Linked DNA regions of Cricetulus griseus: region 1 is linked to region 2. The links are chromatin contacts, called in public Hi-C maps. All regions are on one chromosome and are shown on one strand. Each heading gives the region's core, a stretch centred on a gene start, on an enhancer-like site or on the middle of the called end of the contact. The rest is flanking DNA. Distances are from core to core; before and after follow the strand shown.

Region 1 (7,684 bases), core at 2,106-4,605, 62 kb after region 2:
TTTGGTCTCCCTCACCTCTGATGACAGGTTGGGGACACCTTTGCTCTTACCTGTAAACACAGCAGCATCCCCTCCAACGTATCTCAGGAGGGAGCAGGCTTTGCTGAGTGGGTGATCTCTCAAAACATCTTTTGGTATCACAGAGAAAGCAGGGCACACAGAACAGCCCAGCTGCCACATGAGTCAGACCTGTTGTTCCCCCACCTAGCTAGGACTGCCTGGAAATTTCTCTCTGGTACCCTCAATGCTAGAAATTCGCAAGATCAAATACCAGCATCACCCAAAGGGAGCCGGGGGCGGGAGGCTCCTCTTTTTCTATAGTAAACTAGAACTTGAGTGTTACCATCCTGTGCAGGAACACCCCAACATTCGGGTACACAGCTCTGCTACCATCAGTACCGCCCGTCTCTGGAACATGTTGCCCACCAGTTTCATCTCTGTGCCCTTCCATGCTAACTCTCTGCTCCCCTGGTCAGCTCCAGTGGCCCCTGTCTCACCTGTCTGGGTGACTGTACCTGTTGCCTGCACTCTGCCCCAGTGTAGTCTCACGTTTGTCCAGTGTTGCTCAACATGTCCTCAGTCACTGTCCACAGGGATGGTCTGGTGGTCACTGGAGACCAGGCTGTTGGCACAAACAGGGAGGGTCACCATCTTCTGGTTTCCCACCTGTCCCTGTCCACAGGGGGCTGGCCCTGAGGGTCACAGCACTGCAACAGTATTCTGGTTGCTTCATCCGAGTCTTCTTGCTTCCCAGGTGCACATCCTCATGGGCTCCTGTTACAAGACCAAAAAGTTTCTGCTCTCACTGGCAGAAAACAAGCTGGGCCCCTGCATGCTCCTGGCACTGAGAGGGAACCAGACCATGGCGGAGGTGAGGCCCTGGCACAGGTGGCCTCACACGGGATCTGTGTGAGGAGCCAGCAGTGTGGGCAAGGCAGGTGTGGTTGTAGCCTCTTGACTGTGTGTGTGGCTGCCTATCTCAGACTGCTGCTGGTTCATTCCAGTTGGGATCCATCATGTTGGTCACAGCTGTCTACAAGTTTCTGTTCTGATTGCCTATTACTACATAGCAACTGTCTGTGCATGAAGTCCAGAACCATTAACAGACCAAGGTGTAGGCAGGCCCGCCTGAGCTGTTCTCCATTGGGGTCTCTGGGGTTGTCACCCATGGGGTCCTTCGGAAGGCTTTTTTCTCTGACCGGAGGACTGAGGCAGCCCCAGCTTCTCTCTGCTTTGTGTGACTTCAGGGTCACTGCTCAGTTATCAAGAGCACAAGCCCAGGGCCCTCGTGCCACTTCTAACTGTTCCTCGTTGGTCCCCTTTTCCCTGATACTCTACGAAGTGTCCCCCAGAGCCAGACACTCCCAGAGCACCTGTCCCATGAGCAACGGGATTTTATAATAGCTGTCAGAATTGGAAGGCATCACCTTGCCACATTCTACCCTCTAAAAGCAGTCACCAAGCTGCCCATCAGTCAAGGGGTGTGAATAGGATTCCACCTTACAGGGAGGAACAGGAAGGAATCTACTGACCTGTTGGAAAAAGCTTAAATTTTCCCGGAGGTAGGATTGAGACGGTAACATGGGGTCAAAGGCAGAGTACTCCAAATTTTGGGAACAGCATATGCCAGGGTCCTGTGGCAGGCCACTCCCTGACACACCCCCATGACTCCTGGCAGATCCTGTGCTTGATGCTGGAATACAACATCATCGACAACAACGACACCCAACTGCAGATCATCTCCACGCTGGAGAGCACAGACGTGGGCAAACGCATGTACGAACAGCTGTGCGACCGGCAGCGGGAGCTGAAGGAGCTGGTAAGCCCTCCCCATTGCTCGCTGTTCCCAGAGCATGAGATGGCCCCTTGGGACTGCTCCTCCACACCCAAAGAGTTTGGGAATGTTCCCTGTACTACTCACATGATTCTAGATGGACCCAGGTAAAGCAGGTGGGCTGAAGTCACACAACCCACTTCCATTCATTGCAGGGGCCCGGGAGTCATTGTCATACCCAGTCCTAGCTGAGAGGCTATCTACACACGTGCACACACAGGCCCATCGGGCTGTTCTTTTCCCTGGAGCCATCCTCCCTCCCCACTATGGCTCTTGACAAAAGGTGTGCACAGCCCAGGTCCTTACCATGAGACATCTGGTGTAAACTCTCTGTATCATTTGCCAGGACTTTTGGTGGAAGTGGTGCCACTTACCCCAACAAGAACTGGGTGGGTGATGTCCCTTCCAATCAGAGTACCTTCCCTTTTTCCTCTTCCACTATTTCTTGGTTGTCACATATGCCATAAGCTGCCTGTGCTGTGGCCACCATGGTGCCTTCTTGCCCAAGAAAGTAGCCACGGCTTCATGAGGCTGGTGGCAGAGGGGATGTATGACTTAACTGGTCTCCTTTCTATTGCAGCAAAGGAAAGGCGGGCCCACCAGGCTAACACTGCCCTCCAAGTCCACGGTAAGTAGCTTTTAGTCTGCAGGCGTGGGGTGGGGTGGGACAAGATGGGCAGAGCAGGGAGGTGAACTGGCCAGCTGCTGGGATGAGGTTTGACCAGGAGGGGAGAGAAGGTTTGACCATGGGAAGGGAGTTGGGCCAACTCTTCTAGGAGGTAAGTGGACTGAAGGGAAAGAAACGAAAACCAAGCAGAATTAAGATGTTATGCTAAAGCTTGTTTTTGATCCTGATGCTGGGGTTGCAGTTCACGGGTAGAGTACCAGTTTAGCATTTGTGGAGGCTCCAAGTTCAGTCTCCGGCACCTCAAAAAAGACAAAAGGTTGCTGGTGACATCAGCAGTATTGCCGAAGCCTTGCTAGTAACCATGGTAACAATAGCTAATAGGCACTGGACTGTTAGTCTGTTTGACTTTTACAACCCTATGAGATCTACACAACGTTTTCCCATTTTCCAAAGTCTTTGGGGATCTAATTTCCTGCTACCCCACTGTCCTCAAGGCATGGCTTCCTGCTCATGGACCAGGAAGCCTGCCCAGGCACCAGCCACTGTGGCTCCATCCCAGCCAGCAAGGAAGGAGGAAGTGGCAGGGTACAGCCCGCCCTTCCCTTAGAGATTCGTCTTAGACGTTCCATTTAAATCTCATTGTCCATATTCGGGCCACAATTAGCTGCAAAGGAGGCTGGGGCATTAGCTGTAATTCAGGGGACAGCTAAAAGTCAAAGACAAGACCCTCAGTCCAGGGCATGCAGCATGTGTGGCCCTCTGCTGGCTTGGGACTGAGGGTGGCAACTGGCTGTTCACATGGAAACCCCACAGGAGCTGCTGGCCAGGGGGTGTGCATGCATCTGCACGCTCACACATACACAGGCACAGCACACGTGTGCATGTGCACGCTCTGCTTGGGAGGGGGCTGGCCTTGGTTGCAGCCCGGCCGTGACTCAAGCTGTGAGTCACACCACAGGCCGAGCCACCACCCTTCGGCTCCCGGGGACACGAGGCCCTCGGTGTGGTCAGAGACAGTGTTGGCTGCAGACAAGGCAAGGGGAGAGGGCATGAGGCCCACATGATAGATGCCCCAGCCTGCCCTGAGCATCATGCTACCCACTGCAGGATGCGGACCTGGCCCGCCTGCTGAGCTCTGGCTCCTTTGGAAACCTGGAGAACCTCAGCTTGGCCTTCACCAACGTCACCAGTGCCTGCGCCGAGCACCTCATCAAACTGCCTTCCCTCAAGCAGCTCAATCTGTGGTCCACGCAGGTGCCGCCCCGCCCACACCCCACACCCCATCCTCTTCCTCACCCCCCATACTACATCTTTTTGCCCAGATCTCATGGGCTCAGCCACTGGCTCTGCACGCATAACCCTAACCCATTCCCCCAGACAGGAGGCGGTTGGGAACCTCATGCCACTTGTCGGCCCATTTCCCAGTTGGGAACACTGAAGCCCAGGGCAAACCCTGCACAGACCTCTAAGCTGGGAAACACAGGGCTGAGAGTTCACCTTGGGTCTCTCTGGCCTGTCAGGGAGAAAGAAGTACATGAGTATTCTCTTGGAGCCTGCTGGGTCTCAGTGTGGTCCCACTGGCCTAACCCTTTGAGGTACACAGGCTCTTCTGTCTCTTGGAAAGGCCACCCAAGTGCTGCCTTCTGGCTTCAGCCCCTGGGTTCAGACTCTCATAGAGGCCCTTGCTTGGCATATGTCCCAGTCAGAAACTAGATATGAACTTGAGACAAAGGGATGTGTGACTCTGAGAAGAGGGCATGGCCTCATAGCTAGATCCCATCACCTCCCACTCTTGCCCAGCCTTAGGGTCCCCTCCCCTGGGCCTAGAGAGTCTAAAAACCCATGTGCCCCACAGTTTGGAGACGCCGGCCTGCGGCTCCTGTCGGAACACCTCACTATGCTCCAGGTGCTGAACCTGTGTGAGACCCCAGTCACCGACGCTGGCCTGCTGGCCCTCAGCTGTGAGTACCCAGTCTGTGGCAGGTGGGCTGACCCCTAGCTGGACACCCTGAGAAGGAAGCAAGCAGTTCATTAATAACCAGTTTGTAGCAGACTATTGCACGCTGGCACAGGCAAGGTGCTGGGAACACACAGAGGGGTGTCCCTGCCCTCAGGGAGCTAGAAATGTAGAGGAAAGGGGGGAAGTTTGTGAGATTGGCCTGTGCCTTCCATCCATCCACTGTAAAACACCATAAAGTTTTCTAGGGCACCATTGCCACTGGTGTCACAGCAGCTCCAGCCTCGGCAGCTGCAGCTCCAGACTCGGCAGCTGCTCAGAAACACTGCCTCTGTGCTGCTGGGTCCCCAGGCATTCCTGGGCCTGTCCAGATTGAGAAGCATTTAGTAACAGGAGCCCGGGGAAGGGGCTAGGACACTGGTTCCACAGAGCTCTGAACAAGGGGGCACAGCCTGGGAATCTGCATGCTGTGTTTCCCTGTTTTCTAACTTGCTACCTTAGATAAGAGGCCTCATGACTCATCTGTGAAACGACCAAACAGGCCTCAGGAGGTGGCAGAGAGTAACAGTAGATCACACAAGTGGCTGTGGCACTACTACCAAGCTTGGGTACCAGTTGTGGATGGCGGGAGCTCTGAGGTGGGGAAAAGGAGTGATGTTTGAGCAGCTCCCTGCAGGATATTCCTGCAGGAGTCACACATGGGTGCTTGGATCTGATTCACAGTGGGGAACCCCCACTGGTCTGCCCCTCCCCCTCGGCATCCCAACAAAAGCATTTGGATACGTCTCCAGCAAGCACCGTATGGCTCTTGAGACCAAAAGTCAGAAATGTGAGTCAGCAATGCTAGGGAGCATTCAGGATCCCCAGAGGTGGGGCTAGATCTGAAGGGGAGAGGACAGAGGTCCCAAAAAAAGACCCAGCTCTGAACCCCAGAGTATGAAATGGACTACCTGGTGGTCACGATGACTGAACCCACTACCATCTCAGCTCCCTTGCCCATCCACACTGAGAGTGGCCTGCAGTTTTAGTGTCCCCATCCTGCCATAGTTTTTCATGTGGTCTCAGTCTGTCTGTCTATTCTTATCCAGCCATGAAGAGTCTTTGCAGTTTAAATATGAACAGCACCAAGCTCTCGGCTGACACCTACGAAGATCTGAAGGTAAGCCCTCCCTGCTGACCCTCCCCTCCCTGCCCCCCCCCCCTCCGCTGTCTGATCCTGGGCTACATACCTCCTTCCCCTGCCTGGCCATCCTTAGAGCTGCTTCTCCAGCACAAGGACTGGCACACCAGGAATAGACAAAGATGGGTAGGAGTAAGGGAAGAGTGACAAAGGAAGCCAGTCAGGGTTCTGTATGGCATGGGGAAACCAAGGACCATCCCTTCCAAGAGGAGGCCACATATGTTGAATTCAAAGGATAAGAGGAAGCCTGGGGTGTCCCAGGTGAGAGGAAGGTGTATGCAGAGAAGGCAGGCAGGCCCTGGCCATAGCAAGCACAGCTGGAGTGAGATAGTGGGAGCGCTGATATAAGTCCTCATTGGGTCACACGAAGACTGGATTTTTTTTTTTTTTTTCAGAATACCCGTGGTGCTCTTGGTGGGGTTCCAGGTCCTACTTTAAAACACCTAGTTGTGGGAGCAGGAGCCAGGGCAGAAGCAGGCCAGGGTTGCTGCAGGTCCTCCTGGCCTGCAACTGGGCAGGGAGAGGAGGAGGCTCTGAGTGTGGCAGCTGGGACATTTCATCCATCAGAACACATGGGAAAACTTCTTAGAGAGGTGGAGGCAAGGCCTTCAGCACTTCCAGCTTTAGGTCCCAGAGACACCTCCACATCCTGGAAGCCACTGTTAGAGGGTCCCCTGGAACCCTTGGTCAGGGCCCTCCTTTGCCAGGGTCTCCTGGTGGCCCTCCAACCACTAGCAATCACCCTCTGTGGCCTTCCCACAGCTGGGCTTGCTCTTTGATCCAGGCAGGGAACAAAGGCCAAACAGCAGCTGCCATGATGTGTGACCAGAAAGGTCATGAGTCCCAGAAGGCACAGAACTTAGGAGTCAACGGGGAGGACAGTCAGTGAGAGCGAAAAGGGTTCAACTATGAAGCCAGACACTCAGGACGCCTCCGAAGACCAGTGCTCTCAGCATTGGTCAGGCTTGAAAGAGATGTGGCCTCCAGGACTTGAACGTGCCAGCTGCGCATTTGCACACATGCTTACAAGCATACTGGGGGGCACGTGTGCACGTTGCAGTGTGAGAAGTAGAGCCCTCACAGTGTCCTGCGCCTCAGTTCTCCAAAGCCACAGCGCCAGTGAAATCAAATGGAAGAGGGGAGTAGGAGTGGCTGCTTAGGAGGAAAAATCACATTTTTCTTTTCATTTTGAGAGAGGGGATAGAGAGAGAAAGTCACATATGTGTGGGTGCATTCAGAAGGCATCAGATCCCCTGGAGCTAGAGTAACAGGTGGTTGTGAGCCACCTGACATGGGTAGTAAGAACCAAACTCCGGTCTCTGGAGGAGCAGCAGTCACTGAGCCATCCCTCTAGCCCCTAGTATCTTTTCTAAAAAAAATATTACTCTATTGGGGCGTGTGTGTGTGTGTGTGTGTGTGTGTGTGTGTGTGTGTGTGTGTGTGTGTGCGCGCGTGCGCGCGCGCGCGTGCGTGCTGGTCATGACAATTATGTGTAGTGATTTCTCTCTTTCACCTTTCTGTGAGTTCCAGGGATCAAACTCAGGTCACTAGGCTTGTACAGCAAATGCCTTTACTTGCTGGGCCATCTAACTAGCCCCTTACTTATTTTTTACACCCCGGAGGGCTATGGTACCAACCCAATGATGCTAGTTTTTGACCAGCCTCCATGTTTCCTCTTCTGGGGCACCTGGGAACTACCTGACTTTTGAAGAAGGATGTTTGCAATAAATGCCAGACAGGAAAACCCACATGGTTCAATATGTAGTCTGGCCCATCTTCCTGTTTTTTTTTTTTTTTTTTTTTTTCAAAAGAACCTAGACATCTTTATTTTTCTGTACAGCCGCCTCCTAGACTGAAAAGCATGGCTTGAAGATGTTTCCCCAGCTTTATACCGATGACCACAAGCCCCCAGCTTGTAACTTGTGCTTGGTCAGGGGAAGCCATTAAAATTGTTGGGTACAGGACAGAGGCAATGAGCAGGCTACCTTTGTATGCTGCGTGTGTATAGGTGTGCACGGAAGTGCGAGTGCTACTGAATGGGGCTGGTGGGTGTGAGTGGTGTTAGGACGGCAGGAAGTAAGGACA
Region 2 (6,769 bases), core at 2,196-4,695:
CAGGCCTCTGAAGGCCTTGTGTCATTGGATGACTTGCTCACACCTAGGCTGTGATCAAGGCCATGACTTAAGCCTGGGTCTTTCCAAGGCTCAGCTCTGGTACATATGTGCAAAGTGTTGGAAGCCGGTTGTGGGGAGTGTTGAGAGAACCATGGGTGTGAGAGGCCAGGTTCCTGGGCAGTCCTGACAGAACAGAGGCACTGGTCCACTTATTTGGCCAGTTCCCACCATCCAAAGTCAATCAGTATGTATAAACACAGGGAAAGTGCTCCAGCTCTTATACCAAGCAAAACTATCCCATCCTGGCAGCCATGTCTTCTGTTCTGATTTTGTTCTCAAGGGTCAGTACACAGTTTTTCAAGAGGCAAACTAGGGCCTCGGAGCAGATGGCAGTGGTTAGGGGCTTGTGTGGAGATCAGTAAGATGGTTTGAGACATTCCAGAAAATAATGACCTGCCACTCTCCTGTTCTTCTTGTTACAGGCTGCCAACAGCTACCTGCGAGATCAGTGGTTCCATTCTCTGCAGTGGAAGGTAAGTCAGACCCCTACTGGTGGTTTTGCAGCTGCTACTTGGGGCTTACAGAGTGCTGGCTGAGAACCAGGCAGGACACTGGCCTGGAGGTGGGGAATGTCGCCTCTTGGGTGGCTCAACTGCTCTTGTTGGAAGCCTCTGCTCCCTCCCCCCCCCCAAGTGCTGTGCCTTGTGATAGAAGCAGGTGGTGGCCACTCAGCTTGGAGCCATTCAACTGCTGCTCCCTTGCTTCCAGGAGGATCCTAGGCCTGCTTTCATCACAGGGAGGGCAGACCTGGGGTCCAGGGAGGCTGGATTCTGGGGTCCAGAAGGTTCCTTGAACAAGAAGCTTTGGAAGTGTGCAGAGTGGCTCGTGTTCACCAATCTTGCTCCTTTTGGTGGCCTGGCTCTCCAGCCTCACTCTCTTTCTCACTCATGTGGAAGTTTCAAGCTTCTGGCACTTGGAGATGGCAGATTCCTGCTGTCACTTCTTAGGCCCGGGCCAGCTTTCCTGATGAGAAAAGCCCCCGGGGGACCCAGTTCCGTGGCCCAGGCGATGGATCCCGGTCACAGGGCATCGGTGGTGCATCCTAGAATATCTCTTGTCTCCCTCCTCTGCCTTCTGAACCGTGTTTCAGCACTCACCATTGTAGGTGTGGACCATGCCATGGTGGCCTGAAGGGCCTGAGGCTGGCAGCATGCAATAGAGCGAAGGAGAACCCAGAAAAATCACATGATTGTCCCCGAGAAATGTTCCTCTCCTCCCCGGTTATCTGTTCATCTTCTTGCTCTCTGCCTGGTGCCGAGTCTGAGCCAAGTAGGAATCATTAGGGTGACACTGCATTTATTGAGCACCTACTGTGTACAGGCAACTAGGCAGGATTCTTGCTCTCCGTTTCACCAGTGCCGTGCCTCTGTGAAGTTCATTCCTGTCTGTGCCAGGCTTAGTCCAGGAAAGGTAGGCTCAGTCTGCAGCTCAGCTTCCTGCAACCTGCAAAGGCCCAGGAAGGTTCAGGGGATCCTGACTCACCACCAACCTTTTGAAGGTGGTGAATGTTTCCTCCACCTGCACTCCAGGCACACCTCCGAAGCTGTGCTTATGAAGTGGCGTAAAATGGAGTTTCAAGCTGAGCTTGGTGGCACATGCCTATGTTTCTAGCACTTAGGAGTCTGAGGCAGGAGGCTTGCCACCAGTTGGAGGCTTACAAGAAAATGAAATTCCAAGAGACTTTGGTGGAAAGATCATTTCAGAGTTGAAGCCTAGGATTGATTATGTGTGAGATTTACAAAGTGAATCTAGAGCTAAGGAGGATGTCCTTGGGTCTCCAGTGGTTCTTAAAGGGCCTGGGTCTCAATTCTGGTGGTGCCTGCCATCTTTATGATTCCTAAATTCAGTGAGTGAAAACTTTCTTTGAAAGCACCCAGGAAAACTAAGCCAAAGTTGTCAGAGGATGGCAGTGGCCTTGCCAGGCGCTGTCCCCTCCTCCAAGAGTTAGGTGGTGACCCTCATTCCTACCATATAAGCTTGTATGAGATGCTAGTGTAGTCTCCTTGGGGCAGTTGGCCTGGGATGATTTGGGTATTCGGCCACTAGGTGGCAGTGGTCTCTTGGTATAGCAACGTGATTTAATGATGGCTCCTGGAGGTGTAAGTTTGGTGAGAGTTGTTAAACCTTGTTGTCCAACCTTGCAAAGTGACGGAGAATCATAAGCTGTTAGGGGGAATACTTCCAGCTAGTAATGTCAGCTGGAAGTCCTGGATTCTAACCCTTGCTTTTCCTTGTCCTGTCCAAACAGATCTGGGGGTTGGTTCATTTAACTGAATACAGTTACTGAAGCTCATAATGTATCAGGCCTAGCTTAGACACTTCTGTTCTGCTGTCATTTAGCCAGTATGGGAACTAGAGTTCAGAGAGGCCAAACAGCTTGCCCATAGTTGCACAGCAACTTTAATCCAGACCTGTGGGTCCATCCTGCCTCCTCTCTGTTAGACTGCCTGAGATTTGGACTCATCCGCCCATTCAGGATGCAACTCTCTCTCTGGCTCTGAGTCAGCCCAGCCACTCTTTTCCTCCACAGGTAAAGGCAGCCATCATGGAGCTCTCTTCTTTTTTTATTTACTTGCTCCTTTTTTTCATTTTTAACACGGGGCGGGGTGGGGGTGGGGGGAGCTGACAGTGGAACGTCAGAATTTAGGACATTTAGCAATCCCACAACCACGGTTTGAATTTGTGAATTTTCTGCATGTGGCCTACTACAGGGAGTATATATAGAGTGTGCTCTTTTTGTAGTGTGACGCACTCCTCTCAGATACTGTGTCTCCCAGTTTAACTTGCCTGGACTTGCCCAGGGCAGTGTGTTTCCTCAGGATGGCAAAACTGGATCTTAAAACGATTTTTCTGCAAATACAGCATATGGCCCTTTAGCAGGACAGGGCTCCTCAGCCAAGGGATGCTGCGGAGTCCACCTCAGGCTGTCCTGAGGGACACAACAAAGTGTGACCAAGCCCCCTTGTAGGATTCTTGCCTGATTTAAAAAAAAAATAGTCAGGAGGTCTCTACTGGGGTCTCCTTGTGTGCTCCCCACTGCCATCATGACCCTCTTGGCTGAGAGGTTCCCTCACCACCATTTTCTCTGCCGGGATAGATTCTCTTGATCGAGTGGTTGGTTCTGAGGCTATGAGCCCTGAGTCCTTTCTTTCTCCCTCGTTCCCTTGCCTTCTCTCCCACAGCAGCCTTGGTCAGGGGAGCCCAGAGAAGCCTGGAGTCCCATAGGGGGACGAGCCCCCTCCTGTACTAGGAATGGGATGGGAAAGAGTTGTTCTGCCCTACCCAAATCCCCAGCCTGCAGTCTGGGGCTCGCTGGGGAGGCTGTCCTGTTTGGTTTAGGCAGTAGGCCCTTGAGGCCAATTCCCTTGGGTGTGGAACATAAACAGTCATACAGAGTTAATGAGGCCTCAGTTCTGACTCAGATGCTCCTCTTTGCTCCTGCCCCGGCCCTCAGAGGACAGGATCTGCAGAGATAGCCTATGTGTACGAGGCTTCGAGGGAACAGCCTGCCATGTGTACAAGGCCATGAGGTCACAGGTGCTTCTGTGTGTGAAAGGCTGTGAGCAGACAAGCTTGAGAGGACAGATAAGATCCTACTGTGTGTACACAGCTGTTAGGAGACAGGTCCATCCATGTGTACAAGGCCATGAAGAGACAAGCCTGGCATGACAGATAAGGTCCTACTGTGTGTATGAAGCTTCGAGGAGACAGGCCCATCCATGTGTAAAGGCTGTAAGGAGACAGATCTGTTATACAACCCTGGGAGGGAACAGGCTTGTTATATTGTACTAGGTCATAAGAAGAAAGGCCTAACGGGTGTTCAAGGCCCCCCCCCCCAAAAAAAAAAGAATGACCCATCCAAATATATGTTACTGTGAAAGGACAGGCCAACTGTGTGCACTAACTAAGCCATGTGTATAACAAGGCTATGAGGGGACAGCCTAGGTTGTGTGACACCAACGGTGTTCAGGATATAAGGGCACGGCATATGATTACAAAACTGTGAGAAACTGGCCTGTTTTTCTCTCTGGGCTTTGGAGACGAGAGCTCCAGTGCACACAGCCGTGAGGGGCAAGCCTGCCTAGATACCTTGAGGAGTATTATGACTGGTGATTGAACCCTTAGCCAGGTGCCTTGCCCTCCCCTACACAACTGAGACTCTGCAGCTTGGTCTTGGCTTCCTGGTATGGTTCAGAGGCCACTGCACAGAAGTCGTAAAACCTGCAATGATTGTGTTCTCTAGGGAAAGTGGGTCAATAAAAACACAACAGGCCCCGGGACAGGGCACAGGTGCAGTGTGTGACAAGAGGCTGGCTAGCCTTTGTATACACAGGGCCACAGCTGTCTACAGCTGTCCACAGCTTCTCCCTAGCAGGCTTTCCCAAGTCCCTGGAAGGTATGGCCTCATAGCCACCCCTGTTCAGACCTCTGTCCCCGCTCTGTGCTTTGGAGGATGAAAAAGTAAAAGTGCTATACTGTAGGAGGGCAGCCACTGTATTTGTGTGTTGTCCGTGGAAAGAAAATACTGACTGATGCCTCAGTTTTCTTCTCTGAAATGGGGTGTCAGAAGCACCTCACTTACTGAGTCTTTGTGAAGACCATAGAACCTATTGTTTGTGAGGGAAGTGAAGTGGGTCTGTAGAAACCAGTGCCCCTGCTACACCCCCTCCTCACCTCTTCTGGCCTCCTGGCAGACCAGTGAATCCTCACAAAGACTTCCTACTAGTGTTGGCCACACAGGGTTTCCTAGGCTCTTGAATACCCTATGTCTGTGTTCCACATACATTTGCCGTCTTGAACCTCAGGATAGCTCTTCGAAGCCTTTGTCTCTCTCGACTTATGGAAGAGGGGCTGGAGCCCAAGAGAATGAAGACATTGCCAAGACAAACGGCTTCTTAGAAGTATACTGGGCAGTTGCCATGCAGTGAGGATGGACCTGTATGTGTTCAGAGCCCCTGGTCGAGGGCAGTCACTGTCAAGGTCCCTGCATAGGCTCTTTGCTGCTCATACTCTCAGGAGTCCAGGAATCTCATCCTATACCCCACACAGGGAGGAGACCTGGCTTGTGACAGGATTGCTGGGGCACCAGGTCAGGATGACAGAGGGCCCTGAGGTGACAGCTCATCTTGCCCCCCTTGCTGAAGGCTAAGCCAGAGCACTCCTGGCATGGGAAGCTTGGGGCTCTGTACAAGCACTATCACCCTGGCTCTGTCTCTCCCTGGCCAGGATGTCACCCTGGGAAGGGCCCATCCCCGGATTCTGTGCTGTGACTTGGACTTCTCTTTCCTCTCTGATCTGTGGATCTTCTCCTGGAGTATCCAGGCAGACACACCCCCAATCGCAAAGCAGCAGGTAGTCACCATGCACTCACGCTACACTGAGCCCGTGCCTAGCCTCTCGTGGCTCAGCATCACTGCTGCAGGGAAGGCCTGCTTCTCCTATGTCCCTGTTTCAGATGTGGACAGTGGGACTGAGAAATTACACCTGTGTTCACCCAGTCACATAGCCTTTGAACAGAGGCCTGCCTTGAGTCCAGAACCCAATCTTCCTTCCCCAGCCTGGAGCATAGCTCCAGACATGCACACGCAGAGCACACACTTTGGCACATACTCACACCTCTGTATGCACATGTGACCCACAGGTAGCTACTGGATTATTAGGCTCAAATCCTGGGCCCTGGCAGCCTAACTATCCAGGCTTGGCCACTGCTTTCTGTATGCCAATTAAACAGACACATAATAGTAAAAAAATGGGAAGGAGGGACCAAGAGTCACAGTAACTTCCCCCCAAGTCCATCTTCAAGACAGGGACATGAAGTTTAGCTATAGACTGCACACAACTAAGCAGTCTTTGTTTGAGGGGTGGCACCATCAGTCACTGACCCATCATTGTCTCTGCTCCAGACTTGCCCATGAGGTGGTCTGAGAGTTGTCATAACTATGTGCATTCTCACAGAGGGATTTGCCTGGTGCCCTGACTCCAGCCTTTTCTTTCTTTCTGCATGAATTCCCTGGGAGAAATTCTAGTTGCTTGGGGCCTATTGTTTCAGTAGTCTGAAAGCTGGGGGAGGGGGCACAAGGATATCTCCCTTCCTCCCCAGACAGTTAGCTTTCACAGACCCCAGTCTGTCCTCAGCCCTGTGTGCCTAGAGCACACACGAGAGAGAGCTTTGCTTTCCCTTCCAGGCCTTCCAGATGTGTTGAGGGTTATGGGTTGGCTGACTGGTCACCTGTTCTTGGCTGCTGGCCAACATAGCCACTGTCAGACCTGGCTCCCATGCCTGTCCAGATATGCCACACCACTCCCTTGTACTCAGTGCCCGGACCTGGCCTGGCTCCTCACTTCCCAGTCGCTGCAGCAGCACTCTTTATGTGGCTCCATGTGTCCTGCCTCACCACATGCCTGCCTTGCCCATCCAGGTTAGCTCTTGGCATTCAGTCCCAGAAACATCAGAGGGACTCTGGGAGCCTTGTAAAAGTTGAGCTGTGAGAGGCCACCCTACTCCAGCACTGCAGGAAAGCCCTGTGGTGACCCGGAGAACAAAGGTGATTGGCTCAGGAGGACCCAAGTGTGGAGGCCTTTGGTGGCCCAGGCCACTAGTCTCCAGTGTCTTACAGCCTCAGTGCGGCCCCTCAGAGTCACTGGGGTCCCCGTAACTAACAACAAGGGGAACTCCTGGGATTGAAACTAACAAGTGGCAGAGGTTGGG

The links. A called contact is a pair of places that touch in the nucleus more often than the background predicts.
Region 1: a contact with region 2 is called in a Hi-C map of fibroblasts, with 2.3 times the contacts expected there. The contact joins two enhancer-like sites. A contact is called at or near these places in 3 of 8 Hi-C or Micro-C datasets (the CHO-K1 cell line, fibroblasts and liver).

Annotation. Positions count from the first base shown.
Region 1 is chr3:194,063,391-194,071,074 of CriGri-PICRH-1.0, forward strand. It overlaps Cmip (C-Maf-inducing protein), which reads left to right. Exons shown (of 20, transcript XM_027410781.2): 15 at 755-871; 16 at 1,679-1,819; 17 at 2,415-2,462; 18 at 4,318-4,423; 19 at 5,508-5,578. Among named protein-coding and RNA genes, the nearest start is that of Plcg2, 49 kb to the right of the region's middle. Within about 2 kb of position 3,356, at least 3 of the 6 cell types and tissues checked have open chromatin away from gene starts, as enhancers often do. A contact at or near this core is called in the CHO-K1 cell line and fibroblasts, where this site is marked.
Region 2 is chr3:194,001,561-194,008,329 of CriGri-PICRH-1.0, forward strand. It overlaps Cmip (C-Maf-inducing protein), which reads left to right. Exons shown (of 20, transcript XM_027410781.2): 3 at 483-533. Among named protein-coding and RNA genes, the nearest start is that of Plcg2, 110 kb to the right of the region's middle. Within about 2 kb of position 3,446, at least 2 of the 6 cell types and tissues checked have open chromatin away from gene starts, as enhancers often do. A contact at or near this core is called in the CHO-K1 cell line and fibroblasts, where this site is marked.